Linked DNA regions of Pan troglodytes: region 1 is linked to region 2. The links are chromatin contacts, called in public capture Hi-C maps. All regions are on one chromosome and are shown on one strand. The core of a region is the stretch at or near the end of the contact, and the rest is flanking DNA. Distances in the headings are between cores, read along the strand shown. Region 1 overlaps DLGAP1 (DLG associated protein 1). Region 2 overlaps DLGAP1 (DLG associated protein 1).

Region 1 (7,932 bases), core at 4,137-6,636, 69 kb after region 2:
CTCGTTTCTTTTTTAAATCCAAGGAGAAAGACAAACACAATTTCCTGCCTTAAGCCCTTTTCCTTTCTCTCTCCCTCCCCTTTTTTTTTGTAAAGGACAGGCAATTTCAGTTTACTATAATTACCCTGGGCTGAGGTTTGACTCACTCCACCTTTAGATGATAAGGCAACCGTTTTATTACTTCGCAGCCAGGTGCCTGAGGGTGACAAGACTTGCCTTTATCTGGTGACCTGACAAGGTTATCAGCAACTGCAAATGGGCTGAACCTCGGAGCAGGGACCATCAAAACGCTTCCCTCTCCTTGATCCATTTCCCAACCCTTTATTGGTAATTCATTTCAATCCGAAGACTAGCTCTAGTTTCTGCAAGTTTTTCCGCATTCCTACACCTTAGCTCTGTCCTCTTGTGTTCTCTTTGGAACACAGGCAGCGGCAACAGCAATCTTAATTATGAGCAGTCAGCTGCCCCCATGAGCCCAGAGCACAACCATGAAGTCTCAACCACAGTCCAGCACACAACACGCAGGATATATTTGCGTCCTCTGGCTTAGTCGATTTGCAGTATTTATAGTTGCTTTTTCAGAGTCGATACTTAATAACGTCTTTGACCTATGATGCTAGAAATCCCTCCAAAATAAAATCGTATTGCTTGTATCTTCTATGGTTCCTTTTGAAAACTGGAATATAATCCGCACCAGGAGGCAGTGCTGTGCTGGAGATAATAAACATATCTAGTGCTCGATCTATTTATATCTGCAGTTCATGAATTTATTTGTCTACCAACACAAGTTTCTTTTTTTTTTTGGACGGAGTCTCGCTCTGTCGCCCAGGCTGGAGTGCAGTGCAGTGGCATGATCTCAGCTCACTGCAAGCTCCACCTCCCGGGTTCACACCATTCTGCCTCAGCTCCTGAGTAGCTGCGACTACAGGCGCCCGCCACCACGCCTGGCTAATTTTTTGTATTTTTAGTAGAGACGGGATTTCACTGTCTTAGCCAGGATGGTCTCGATCTCCTGACCTCGTGATCTGCCCGCCTCGGCCTCCCAAAGTGCTGGGATTACAGGCGTCAGCCACTGCACCCGGCCAAAACAAGATTATTCTTTAATTCAAACTATGTTACGTGCACTGTCTCGGTTATCTGGTGGGTGGGAAATGTGGTATAAAAGCATGCATTTTGGGAAATGGTTTCCAAAAAGTGTGTACTAGGCAGAGCTTGAATGAATGAAGAGTGAGAGCACTTGCAGACACACTTTTAGGCCAGTGTCCTGGGCAGCATCAAAGCTGCGCGGCACCCGGCTTGTACACAGCACGGAGCTGCCACCCTGTAGTGCAAAATTATAGTGGGCCAAGGTAAATAATGTGTTTTATTTATTTATTCATTCATTTGAGAAGGAGTCTCGCACTATAGCCCAGGCTGGAGTGCAGTGGCCTGATCTCCACTCACTGCAATCTCCGCTTCCCGGGTTCAAGCGATTCGCCTGCCTCAGCCTCCTGAGTAGCTGGGATTACAGGTACTCGCCACCATGCCCAGCTATTTTTTTTTTTTTTTTTGAGACGGAGTCTCGCTCTGTCACCCAGGCTGGAGTGCAGTGGCGTGATCTGGGCTTGCTGCAACCTCCGCTTCCTTGGTTCAAGCGATTCTCCTGCCTCAGCCTCCCAAGTAGCTGGGATTACTGGGGCAGGCCACCACGACCGGCTAATTTATTTGTATTTTTGGCAGAGACAGGGTTTCCCCATGTTGGTCAGGCTGGTCTCAAATTCCCGACCTCAAACGATTGGCCCACCTCGGCCTCCCAAAGTGCTGGGATTATAGACGTGAACCACCACGCCCAGCCGTAGGTTTTATTTTTCTATCTGTGAAGTCGAACTGTAGCCTGAGGGTAGCAGATGGGAAAGGAGGGGTTGGGAAGAGAATGGAAAAGATGAGTTAACACACACACACACACACACCCTTGCATATGTGAAGTGTTTATCTGTAAGACCACATCAGATTACTCCATTCTGGGCCGGGCGCAGTGGCTCACACCTGTAAACCCAGCACTTTGGGAGGCTGAGGCGGGTGGATTGCTTGAGGTCAGGAGTTCGAGACCAGCCTGATCAACATGGTGAAACCCCATCTCTACTAAAAATACAAAAGATAGCCGGCATGGTGGCAGGTGCCTGTAATCCCAGATACTTGGGTGGCTGAGGTGGGAGAATTGCTTTAGCCCGGGAAGTGGAGGTTGCAGTGAGCTGAGATCACATCACTGCACTCTAGCCTGAGCCACAGGGTGAGACTCTGTCTCAAAAAATATATATATCTATATATCTATATATCTACATATCTATCTATATATCTATATATATATGTATATCTCCATTCTGTAATGTATATAGACATCATTCCACACTGTGGAAAGAAACAGTACAAATCCCCTACCAGGGCCCTTACTACAATTATAATAAAAACGAATAAAAAGAATGTTTCTGGTCAGGCACGGTGGCTCATGCCTGTAATCCCAGCACTTTGGGAGGCCGAGGCAGGTGGATCACCTGAGGTCCGGGGTTCAAGACCAGCCTGGCCAACATGGTGAAACCCTGTCTCTACTAATACAAAAATAAGCTGGGAGTGGTGGCGCACACCTGTAATCCTAGCTACTCGGGAGGCTGAGGCAGGAGAATTGCTTGAACCGGGGAGGTGGAGGTTGCAGTGAGCCGAGATCGTGCATGCCATTGCACTCCAGCCTGGGCGACAAGAGAGAAACTCCATCTCATAAAAAAACAAAAACAAAAAAAAAGAGTGTTTCTGAGTACAGTGTGTGAATCACATGCATGGTGATGAACTAATGAACACCCAGAACTCCAACAGGAGACAATGTCAGAAGGATTAACAAATCTGACCTTGACCCTGGGCAACATAGTGAGACCCTGTCTTTACAAACAGTTTTTTAAAAATTAGCTGGATGTGGTGGTGTGCGCTTGTGGTTCCAGCTCTTCCGGAGGCTAAAGTGGGAGGATCGCTTGAGCCCAGGAGTTAGAGGATGTAGTGAGCCATGATCACACCACTGCACTCCAAACCGGGCAACAGAGCGAGACCCTGTCTCTTTAAAAAAAAAAAAAAAAATTGGCTGGGAGTGGTGGCTCACGCCTGTAATCCCAACATTTTGGGAGGCCAAGGTGGGCGGATCACAAGGTCAAGAGATCGAGACCATCCTGGCCCACATGGTGAAACTACATCTCTACTAAAAATACCAAAATTAGCCGGGCGTGGTGGCGCCTCCTGTAGTCCCAGCTACTCGGGAGGCTGAGGCAGGGGAATCGCTTGAACCCGGGAGGTGGAGGTTGCAGTGAGCCGAGATCGCGCCACTACACTCTAGCCTGACAACAGAGTGAGACTGTCTCAAAAAACAAAACAAACAACAAAAAACTCTCTGTCCTTGGAGCTGTCTTTCCCTTAAAGACGTGAAACCTCGCACGCCTCTCACCACTCCATTGCCACCCTCCACAGGTGGGCTTAGTTAGCACAGAGCTCCAGAACCTGAGATGCCTCTGAAGGTGGGAGTAGGATGGCATCCTTCTGCCACAATTCTAAAAGCCACCAGCCAAACTTGACCTTGGAAACTATTTACAGTGCGGTGATGCCACCTCTCCCTGCAGACAAATTCAAGTACTCCATTAAGGGGCGTTCCCCAGACCTTGCTGGGCATGCCCAGATAAGCCTCCTTTTCATCTGCAAAATTGAGATCCTGACTTCCTATGCAGGATTGTTTTTAATTTAATGAGACTATAGGTAAAGCACCTGGCTTTATTAAACACTCAACCAACGAGGAGGAGGATGGGGGTTTGTAGAGTAAATTGGTATAGATTTTAGTACTGACTTCACAGGTTCCTAGGTTCCTAGATTGTTTTTATTTAATTTTGGCAAATGACAAGTACCTAACAGAAAAGTAGTATTTTAAACACAGTCTTTGCTGGGCGCAGTGGCTCACACCTGTAATCCCAGCACTTTGGGAGGCTGAAGTGGGCAGATCACTTGAGATCAGGAGTTCAAGACCAGCCTGGCCAACATGGTGAAACCCCCATCTCTACCAAAAAGACAAACATTAGCCGGGTGTGGTGGCGCCCGCCTGTAGTCTCAGGTACTCAGGCTGAGGCAGAAGGTTGCAGTGAGCCAAGATCATGCCACTGCACAGCAGCCTGGGTGACAGAGCAAGACTCTGTTTCAAATAAATAAATACAGTCTTTAAGGGACACTTAAGGAGTAATGGAGGGGACCGGGCGCGGTGCCTCACGCCCTCAATCCCAGCACTTTGGGAGGCCAAGGCAGGCAGATCGCTTGACGTCAGGAGTTCAAGACCAGCCTGGCTAACAAGTTAAAACCTCATCTCTACTAAAAATACAAAAATTAGCTGGGCGGGGTGGCACGCACCTGTAATCCCAGCTACTAGGGAGGCTGAGTCAGGAGAATAGCTTGAACCCAGGAGGCAGAGGATGCAATGAGCCAAGATTGTGACACTGCACTCCAGCCTGGGTGACAGAGTCAGACTCCGGCTCAAAAAAAAAAAAAAAGTAATGGAGGGGGAAAGAGCCCTGGGGTCACTTGGACAAGTTCTTCTCTGGATCTATGTCCTTCTCTATCAGTGACAAAGTTGGATAATGACTGAGACAGAATTCTTTTTTTTTTTTTGAGATGGAGACTCACTCCACCGCCTGGGCTGGAGTGCAGTGTGGCGCAATCTCAGCTCACTGCAACCTCCGCCTGCCAGGCCCAAACGACTCTCCTGCCTCAGCCTCCCGAGCAGCTGGGACTACAGGCATGCGCCACTACGCCCAGCTAATTTTTGTATTTTTAGTAGAGACAGGTTCACTATGTTGGTTGGCCAGGATGGTCTTGATCTCTTGACCTTGTGATCCACCCACCTCAGTCTCCCAAAGTGCTGGGATTATAGGCGTGAGCCACTGCACCCGGCCCAAGGCATAATTTGTTTAAGCACTAACCCTGTTATCTGAGCATCAGTAAGGAGCTGGTATCCTTTCTGGGCCAAGTGGACTGATGTAAACAGTATTACACGGGTTACCCAGATACGTTTTTCTGTTTTTCCTTTGAAAACGGGGGTTTCGGGAGGGCAGAGAAAAGGAGGAGGGTGAAAAATTAAGTGCCTAACTACACAGACCAGGGGGGCCTGCAGCCTCCCACACGCCTGCTTTCCAGATCCAGGTAATTATTCCTCATCGTGCTGACACCAACAGGAAGGAACAGTGGATGCATTTTCTTTCTTCTTCACTTCACCATGCATCCTGTTTTCCCAGGTTTGGAGGTTTGAGCCGGCCTTGTGCAAAAGCTCCTGTACCAGGTCAAGCCCTGGCTCCAGGCCCTCTGTTCCTAGGGCAGTGGCAGCAATGGGCTGCTTTGGGGGAGGGTCAGCCTTTTCTCCAAAGTCCAGCGAGCCTGCCGGTGAACCAAGGTTACTGATGAATCCACGCTGAAGTCTTGGTGAGGACTCAGCCTGACCGGACTCTCATTAGATGGGACGGACCCTGGTTCATACACAGGCCACTCACTCTGCACAGCCACCCCACTTACTGAAGCAAGAAGAATTGGCAATAAGTGCACGATACCCTGGTCCCATCTAAAAACAACCAGCTACTCCACAGTCTCAGAGTCAGGGATGCTCAAGTGCTATTTATTCTGTTTACCAGACATATAGCAGCCGGGCAGGGAGTCTTCATAGCCTGTTGCGTCATGTGATTCCATTCCAGATTTTTCCTTTTATTCCTGTCTCCAAGGCCCCATTGTGCAGGTGCTACTAATTTTCATGAAATGATACTAGGAGGTAAAGAAAGTTCGCTGGTTCTCAGATATCCATCTGTGTGCAAACAGACAGAGTACAGAAAAATAAGTAGAATAACAAAGTTCCTAGTTTTGTGTGGGCTGAGAGTGAAAAAAAAAAGAATAACGAGGAGTGAAAAGAATGAAGAAGAAAAACAGCTGCACAGGAAAAGGGCAGTGTCACAGGTGCCTCCCACGGTCCTTTGCCGAGAGCCTGTGGGGGAGGCCAAGTGGGGAGAATGGGGGACATCAGGTGGACGACCCAGGGGACCAGCTGGTGTCAGAGAATGGTAGATTAGGATTTGGCCTGCTAGATCATGTTGGCGGCATTGGCCAACATCAAACACGAGGGGCCTCTGGTGACAGGACATGACACTGCACAATCAGAGATCACAGCGAATGGCTTTGCTGAGGTGTCCACTTTACTCCTGCCCCGATCACCTCCCCTTCCTGATTGTTAGTCCTTTTGTTTCTCCAGGAAGTCTCTTCTCATCCCTGTTCATGCCTTCGTGTAACAAGCATTTATCTCACTAGTACCGTGAGCCACGCGTGTGCTGTGGTTACATCCGTGGATCAGACAGACAGCAGTGCCTGATCCTGTAATTCTTCCATCCTTTAATTCCTTTCTCTCAGTCTGGCCAGAAAAAAAAAAAAAAGTTCTCCTAACAGAGAATATAGCAACAGGTTGCTGAAAAGTGACATCTGACAAGAAAGGAAAGCTGGTTGATGAAAGATTTAAAAGAAAAATGTCAGGCCGGGCTTGGTGGCTCAAGCCTGTAATCCCAGCACTTTGGGAGGCCGAGGCAGACAGATAATCTAAGGTCAGGAGTTCAAGATCAGCCTGGCCCACATGGTGAAACCCCGTCTCTATTAAAAATATAAAAATAAGCTGAGCATGGTGGCGGGCGGCTGTAATCCCAGCTACACAAGAGGCTGAGGCAGGAGAATCATTTGAACCTGGGAGGCGGAGGTTGCAGTGAGCCGAGATCGCACCACTGCACCCCAGCCTGGGTGACAGAGTAAGACACGGTCTTAAAAAAAAAAAAAGAAAAGAAAAATGTTCTTCCCTGCTCCTGGCACTCTCCCTGCCCTAGCCTCCTGCGCATGCTATCTCTCAACAAGACCCAGTCTGCCCCAACCAGAGGTGTTGCTAGACCAGCTGCCCAAACAGGAAACCTTATATAATTCTGTAACCCTGACCTTGGGCCTGAATCTTCCCCTTCTGTAAACAGTCCATTCAACCCAGGAAGACCTGCAGACCTGGTTGGGACACATTTTGAAAAACACACACATTGTTAAAAATGTTGAAAAAAGTCCCTAGGTCTAAGAGGAAGTGTTCTGTCTGACTCAACAGTAGAAATCACTTCACATAAAGTAATGGAACAAATGGAAATTTAATCCTAACAGATGTAACTGCCAGGGCAGTCACTTGTGTACACGGATGACTTGATTGCACCTGTTGGAAAGGCTGGGAAAATGAGCCGTGAAATCCTGATCACATTCCCTACTGGAAGCAGCACTCCTGCCTTGCAAATTAGTAAGCCTGATGTTCTCAACATCCTGACTTCAACATGTGTGCCCTAGTTCTGTGCGGGCCATGACTCACTTTAGCTACTGGTCAAATGATTCTTACTCAGAGCCCTAGGTTTCTAATCTTTAGTGTTAAGCGGTCCAGGCACATACTAGCCAAATGTCCGTCTACTTACTTTTTTTTTTTTTTCTCATGCCTGTTTCCCAGTCTGTGTCCTTTCAAGATACTCCCTTGAAATGACTGATTTCAGGCAACAACTGGATTTACATATGGTCGCCTTCAACTTCCTGTTTAACTTACTGCCAAACTTCAATAAAAGTCCAGATTAGAAGTTTTAGACCTCAGCCTCTGGCCCTGGGCCTTCTGAAATGACCTTCCTCCAAACACCATTTAATTTCCGCTAATTTAGTTAATGAATGGAACTTCCTGAAGACAGCAGTTACTTTGATCTGAACCCCTTTCCTAGTTTCCAGTTAACATAGCCAGAGGGAGACAGAACGGGTGCCCTCTTCTCAATGGGTGCCCTCTCCTCCTGCGTGGCTGGAGCAGCTCCCAGCTGTAGTTATTCCTCTAAAGCAGAGAGAGCTGCAGAA
Region 2 (6,883 bases), core at 665-3,164:
TGTGGGAAGGGATTTATGACAATTGAGTTTTGGGAGGAGGTTCTGCTTTGTGGCAGATAAGGGAGTTTAGAAATAAGCCTATTATCAAATGCCTTCAGCTCAAAATCATTTTTATGCCACAGTGGCATATTCTAGAGGAACCTGGGCCAAGGAAGACCACCCTTGGCCTTACTCCTGGAGTCATTCCGGCTCTGGCCTAGCCTTGGGGGTGGAACTCTGCCCTGGTGTGGACAAGAATGGACCCTCTCAGGCCCCAGCATATTCTCAGAGGTCTAGTCACACCCACCTGGAAGTGTCAGAGATGTACTTAATTCTAGGTTTGCACTGAGGCCAGGTAGAAACCGCAGTACCTGGAGCATTTCTTTGTGTTTTGGGGTTTCAATAGACTTGGCCAGGAACCAAGTCCAAGCCCTTTCAACATCACAGAATGTTTTTTAATCTTCCCTAGTCCACCGGAGTGGAAAACTCACATAGTTCTCATCATTCACAAACACTTAAAGGGTGTTTACTAGGTACTAGATGGTATATGCTACTATTATCAGCCTCATTTTGTAAGTGGAGGAGACAAAGAAAGGTTAAGAGGGTTTTCCAAGTTCACATGGATGGTAAGCGGCACAGTCAATATTTGTTGACTGTGAGGCCGAGGCAGGTGGATCGTTCGAGGTCAGGAGTTTGAGACCAGCCTGGCCAACATGGTAAAACCCCGCCTCTACTAAAAGTACAAAAATTAGCTGGGTGGTGGTGGCGCATGTCTGTAATCTCAGCTACTCAGAAGGCTGAGGCAAGAGAATCGCTTGAGTCTGGGAGGTGGAGGTTGCAGTGAGCTGAGATGCACCACTGCACTCCAGCCTGGGCAACAGAGTGAGACCCTGACTCCAAAAAAAAAAAAAAAATTGACAGATTAGCAACCGGGCACAGTGGCTCAGGCCTGTAATCCCAGAGCTTTGGGAAGCCAAAGCAGGAGGATCACTTGAGGTCAGGAGTACCAGCCTGGACAACACAGTGAGACCTCATCTCTAAAACAAACAAACAAAAAATTTAAAAATAAGAAAATTAGCAGGGTGTAGTGGTGGGCACCTGCAGTTGCAGCTACTACGGAGGCTGAGGCAGGAGGCTCCCTTGAGCCTAGGAGTTCAAGATTGCAGTGAACTATGATTGCACCACTGCACTGCAGCTTGAATGACACAGCAAGACCCTATCTCTAAAACAAATTTAAAAATTAAAAAAAAAAAAACTTTTTAAATTGACAGATTAGAATCTGATCAGTTTCTTTCCAGAGCTACTTGAACATCTCAGGAGATTCTGCTAAGGATGGAAAAGGAAGGAGTTTTAATTTCAAAGTTTCATTCCATGTCTTGTCAAACCAAGTCTAGATTTGCCATTTAGAACTGCATTCTCTGATCCTGTGTTTTAAGAGAGGTTTCTCCATGTAGATGAAACCAGGAGCTGCATCCTTCCTCGGACTGGTAGGTGTTCCCTGGGCTTTATATGTGCGGCGTAATAACAGCATGCAAACGCCAGGGGGCAATGCAGTTTCACCGAAGAATCCTAGGAAACTCGGGTCTGGCTTTGACTAAGAACATTGGCAGGATCCTGGGGCAAAGGTGAAATCCTTGCTAAAAAGAGTTCCGCAAAGGAAAAAATATGTTTAAAAATCCTTTCTTTGAAAGCTTCCTGCATTGTCATCAAAATTGCCCTTCAGTATTTGTGCACAGCTGGAAGTTTTGTGATATTATTTGCAAAAGATTTACTTTTCGTTTTTTCTCAATGCTGCTGCCTAGTCTTTCCTGGAAGGTTTCCTGGGTCTTTCTGCGTAGGAAGGATTATTCTAACCAACTCTCGGGTAGCCTGGATCACATTGTTAGGACTCTGTTGCGTCCTCTGCCTGACCGCGGGGCTCTCTTCCCCCGGTGCCCATTCAGCGCTTCCAGCTGCCTCTGCGGTTGGAGCCGGGCTCCCTTTAAGGTAATTCCAGTCTGGGCCTGTGTTTTGTTTCCAGCTCGGCAGCCGCCAGGTTTCTGCCCTCCCTTAACCTCCAAGGATGAGAGATCAAAGGTGCCCCTACATCTGCCTCCTGCCCAGCTCTTTAATCTGTTACATGTTCAAAAGGGACAAATGCAGTATTGTGCACTCAGGGAGGGAGGACAAATCAGAGAAGTGGAAATGGGCAGAGCCTCAGAATGTGTTAACTTACATAAATGATATGGAATATGCCTGTCGACATATTAGCCCTGCCACTGTAGAGGTGTTTTCTTCTTAAAAGAGCAAGAATATTATGCAGAAATGGAAATCCTCTTTTCTCCCTTTGGAAGCCTACTAAACCCATTTAATGAAATATTGTACACAGACCCATTTGGAGGTCACTATTAGAAATATAACGAGGTAAAACAAAATATTTTTTAAATTTATGAAATGGAAATTACAAGGGCACTTGTAGAGACCTGGGCTTATTTTATATGTGGCAAAAATGATAACTAATCTTTAAGCAGAGCAGATATATTTTAAGAAAGACTATTTCCAGCGGAGCATGTATTTTCCATATCCGTAGAGCTAAGTAGGGGAATGCATTTTAAAACAGGAATTCAGATTAGGTATTAAGAAAATAATACTGAGAGCAATGGTTATGGAAGGTACAGAATTTACCTAACAGCACTAAGGAAGCAGCAATTATTTCTTCCATTTTTAGAGGAAGGGGTTGGGGGGAGGGGGAAGAGCTCCTGATCTAGTAACAAATTGTTTCTAAACTTAAATTTAGAAACATTTTAAACAGTTTGAGCATCCACGATTTTCTTTAGACTTTTAGGAGAGCTCCCTAATTTCCAACTAAAGACATAAATGTGAACAGGCACTAATTACTTTTTTCTCTATGCATTCCTGCGCCCACACACCCAGAGGCTCTCTTGTGCTTCCTCTTCCCCAGCAGTTACAAAAAGGAACTCCAGCAACTTCAGTTGTGCTTAGCTGCCTTCACAGACAATAGCAAAGTAGGACCAGTGGCCTCATATTAAGTCACACTGTCTTTCCCAGTTACAATGGCTGAGAACCCAGATTTTCACAAGGTGCAAAGAAAAGAATATTGACATGGTTATTAAAAGCTATGGTGAGAAGGGAGTCTTTATCAGCTGCTTCAAATATTTCATTCACCTTCTTAACAAATATTTATTCTGCACTTACTATGTCCAGACATGGTGCTGAACTCGGGGAATTCACTGGTGATCAAAAGCAGTCTTACCCTTTGTTCTCATGGAGTTTACCATCTAGGGGTAGAGACTAGCGTCAATCAAATAATCACAGAGATAACTGCGCTGAAAGAAAGAGACTGTTCTTGTGGGAGAATCTACTGTAACAAAGGGATTAATCTAGAGGCTCAGGGAGAACTTCCCTGAGAAAATCCTCACTAGCTAAGAGTCAAAGGATCAAGAAGGGTGAGGGACGGCACGTGCTAATTCTGCATTCAATATTAGTAGAACTGAAAGGGTGATGTGGCTGGAGTACCAAGAGCTAAGGGACAGGGCACATGTGTAGTCAGAAAATGTATGCACAGCTGACTATGTCTGTCATCTGTTGCTACATACCTTATTACCCCAATGTGGAGCAGCTGAAAAACAATCATTGTATTATACCTTATGATTTTGAATCAGGAATTTAGGCAGGGTTCAGCTGGGCAATTCTTCTGTTCCACATTCAGCTAGAAGTTGGTGTATTGGTCAGAGTTCTCCAGAGAAGTAGTATATCCGTGTGTGTGTGTGTGTGTGTGTGTGTGTGTGTGTGTGTGTGTGTACTGACCCATAATTATGGAGGCTGAGAAGTCCCAAGATCTGCAGTCAGCAAGCAAGCTTGAAACCCAGGAGAGCCAATGGTATAGTTCCAATCTGGGTCCAAAGACCTGAGAACATGGAGAACAATTGTGTACGTTCCAGTTCAAGTCGAAGTCCAAAGGGAAGAGAAGACTGATGTCCCAGCAGAGACAGAGAATTCTCTCTTACTTTGTCTTTTTGTTCTATTCAGGACTTCAACTCATTGGACAAGACCCACCCACTTTAGGAAGGGAAGTCTGCTGTACTCAATGAACTGATCCAAATGTTAATCTCATCCAGAAACACCTTCACACACACTCGAAATAATGTTTGTTCAAATCTCTGGGCACCTCATGGCCCAGTCAAGTTGACACACAAACTAACCATCACAGTTGGGCTGGTCTTGAGAGTCCAAGACAGCATTATTCACATGCCTGGCACCTTCATTTCAATGGCTGGGAGTGTGGGCTCCTGATCAGTAGCAATATGGTAACTGTTGACTAGAGCACCTGTAATTGGCACCTCCAGCCTTGCAGCTTTAAGACTCCTTACATGTCAGTTCAGGGCTTCCAGAGACAGTTCCTATCCAAGAGATAGGAAATCTTAAGGTCTTAATGTCTGAGCCCAGATACTGGCAGAGCATCATTTCCATCATATTCTTGGTGACGGCCAAAGCAGTCCACAAGCCCACTCAGACCAAAGGGAATAACGAAGATGCCACTTCTCAATAGGAAGAGTTTCAAATAATCTGTGGTCATCGTTAGTCATCCATGCTTCAGCCTCTGGACACAAATTATTCACATCTTCTGTAAGGCAAAATATACTCACCCCTTCTAAAGACTTCAAAAACCTCATCTCAAGCTCAAGTTTGAGATTCAGGTTCTTTTTTTTTTTTTTTAGGGGGAGTCTCACTCTCCTTGCCCAGGCTGGAGTACAATGGCATGATCTCGGCTCACTACAACCTCCACCTCCCAGATTCAAGCATTTCTCCTTCCTCAGCCTCCCAAGTAGCTGGGATTACAGGCATGCACCACCACACCCGGCTAATTTTGTATTTTTAGCAGAGACGGGGTTTCACCATGTTGGTCAGGCTGGTCTCGAACTCCTGACATCAGAATATCCACCCATCTTGGCCTCCCAAAGTGCAGGGATTACAGGCGTGAGCCACGGCACCCAGCCGAGATTCAGGTTCTTACCATCTAAATAAGGTTCAGTTGCTGATGGGGCCCATTTGATGCTGTTGTCTTATACAATTTCTCTCGATATGAAGACCTCTCAATATGAAAAAGATATTTGCCTCATATATGTCCAACGTATACTGATAATACAGGGATGGGATAAGTGCTTGGGATACTCCCACTCAGAGTGGATAAACAGCTATACCCCAGGCATTACCATAGCAAGTCTGAAATCCACATGCTGCCAGTTCCTTGGCTGGAGGGCCGAGTCCTGCTCTCTGGAATGATTCTCTGCAGCTCTTGGATCCACCCTCCAGACTCTTGTTGCACCTTCTGAGTTGTCCCCTTTCCATAAGAAATAGCACTTTCAGCTGAATAATCTTCTCAGCTTATGTCTCACCCATAAAAGTCTGGGGGTTCTAAGGACTCTTTGCACTTTACCTCTGCCTGCTTTGTCCAAGCTGATTATGTGTCCACTAATACACTTCTCTCATAATCTTTGTGGGCATCCTTTGAATCCTACTGGGTTTCTTTCTGTTAAATGAAACACGTATCTACAATTCTCTTCAAGATAGTCCCTTTTTGGTCTGGGCTCAGATTTGGGTGCTGTGGGACAATACCCTTAGGATTCTTAAAAGCCTTTTTGTCTATTTTGGAAACTCTATGAGGTACATCCTTAAATATTTCTACAGTCATAAAAAAGTATTTTACAGCCACCCCCTAGGAGTGTTAAAACAATTTTTGTTTTGTTTTGTTTTGTTTTTACTCAACACATTCTAGCTCTTTATTGTCTCCAAATTTTGTTTGAAAACTGAACAGTTCTTTTTTGACTCGTCTTTCTCTACCTGCACCTTTTATTGTGTGTAGCTTTAAAAAAAATTTTTTTTTTAATTTTTAAATGGCACTTTAAGCATTCTGCCTAGAACTTTTCTTACTAAAATCCATGGTGGGTTCCTTGGGTATATTTTCTATTTTCCACATTACTACAAGTGATAATGTTAGCAAATTCTCTGCCACTACATTAATAGAGTTACCTTTTCTCCAGGCTCCAGTGACAATTTTCAGTCCTCCCAGCCTTCACCAGCAGTCTTCTCAAGACCTTACAGCTGGCCGGGAGCAGTGGCTAACTCCTGTAATCCTAGCACTTCGGGAGGCCAAGATGAGTGGATTGCCTGAGCTCAGGAGTTCGAGACCAGCCTGAGCAACATGGTGAAACCCCATCTCTGCTAAAATACAAAAAAAAAAATCATCCAGGCATGGTGGCAGGCGCCTGTAATCCCAGCTACGTGGGAGGCTGAGGCATGAGAATTGCTTGAACCCAGGAGGCGGAGGTTGCAGTGAGCCAAGGCCGTGCCACTGCACTCCAGCCTGGGCAACAAAGTGAAACTCTGTCTCAAAAAAAAAAAAAAAAAAGACCTTACAGCTTCTTCCCTCTGCCTAAACTTGACACTTAGGCTCAGCTGATGTTTATGAGTGTCTGCATGTGGCCTTTCCATCAGAACCGTCTCAGGACTTGTAACCTGCTGTCTCAGGCTTCCCAGAGGGAGTGGTCCATGACACCAGAGGGGAAGCTGCCTGTTTCATGAGATCTGGGCAGACAGCATCATTTCCTCTGTATTCTAATGGTCAAAGCAGCCACAGAGCTTACCCAGATTCAAGGAGAGGAGACATAGCCTCCACCTGTCTGTGGGAGGAGTGTGGAAGAATTTGTGGCCATTTTTATTCACCTATAAGTGACATCATAGAGGGTTTTGCAGTCATGTTAAGGCTTTTTGTCTTAAGAATTTCACTGGGCACTCTGGTACATGCCTATAATCTCAGCTACTTGGAAGTCTGAGGCAGGAGGATCACTTGAGCACAGCAGTTTGAGACCAGCCTAAGAAACGTAGTGAAACTTCATCTAAAAAA

The links. Capture Hi-C pulls out chosen DNA fragments and counts their contacts.
Region 1: a capture Hi-C map of stem cell-derived neural stem cells shows a contact between it and region 2, with 6 times the contacts expected there. The contact joins two enhancer-like sites. A contact is called at or near these places in 3 of 7 Hi-C or Micro-C datasets (induced pluripotent stem cells and stem cell-derived neural progenitor cells) and 1 of 1 other capture datasets (stem cell-derived neural stem cells).

What each region holds. Positions count from the first base shown.
Region 1 is chr17:27,286,230-27,294,161 of NHGRI_mPanTro3-v2.0_pri, forward strand. The region is part of intron 8 of DLGAP1 (DLG associated protein 1); the gene reads left to right. LOC100615703 (a long non-coding RNA gene) reads right to left here. Exons shown (of 4, transcript XR_008540675.2): 2 at 1-6,442. Among named protein-coding and RNA genes, the nearest start is that of TGIF1, 150 kb to the right of the region's middle. Within about 2 kb of position 5,387, at least 6 of the 24 cell types and tissues checked have an H3K27ac peak or open chromatin away from gene starts, as enhancers often do. A contact at or near this core is called in stem cell-derived neural stem cells, where this site is marked.
Region 2 is chr17:27,220,332-27,227,214 of NHGRI_mPanTro3-v2.0_pri, forward strand. All of the region lies in intron 8 of DLGAP1 (DLG associated protein 1), which reads left to right. Among named protein-coding and RNA genes, the nearest start is that of TGIF1, 210 kb to the right of the region's middle. Within about 2 kb of position 1,915, at least 12 of the 24 cell types and tissues checked have an H3K27ac peak or open chromatin away from gene starts, as enhancers often do. A contact at or near this core is called in stem cell-derived neural stem cells, where this site is marked.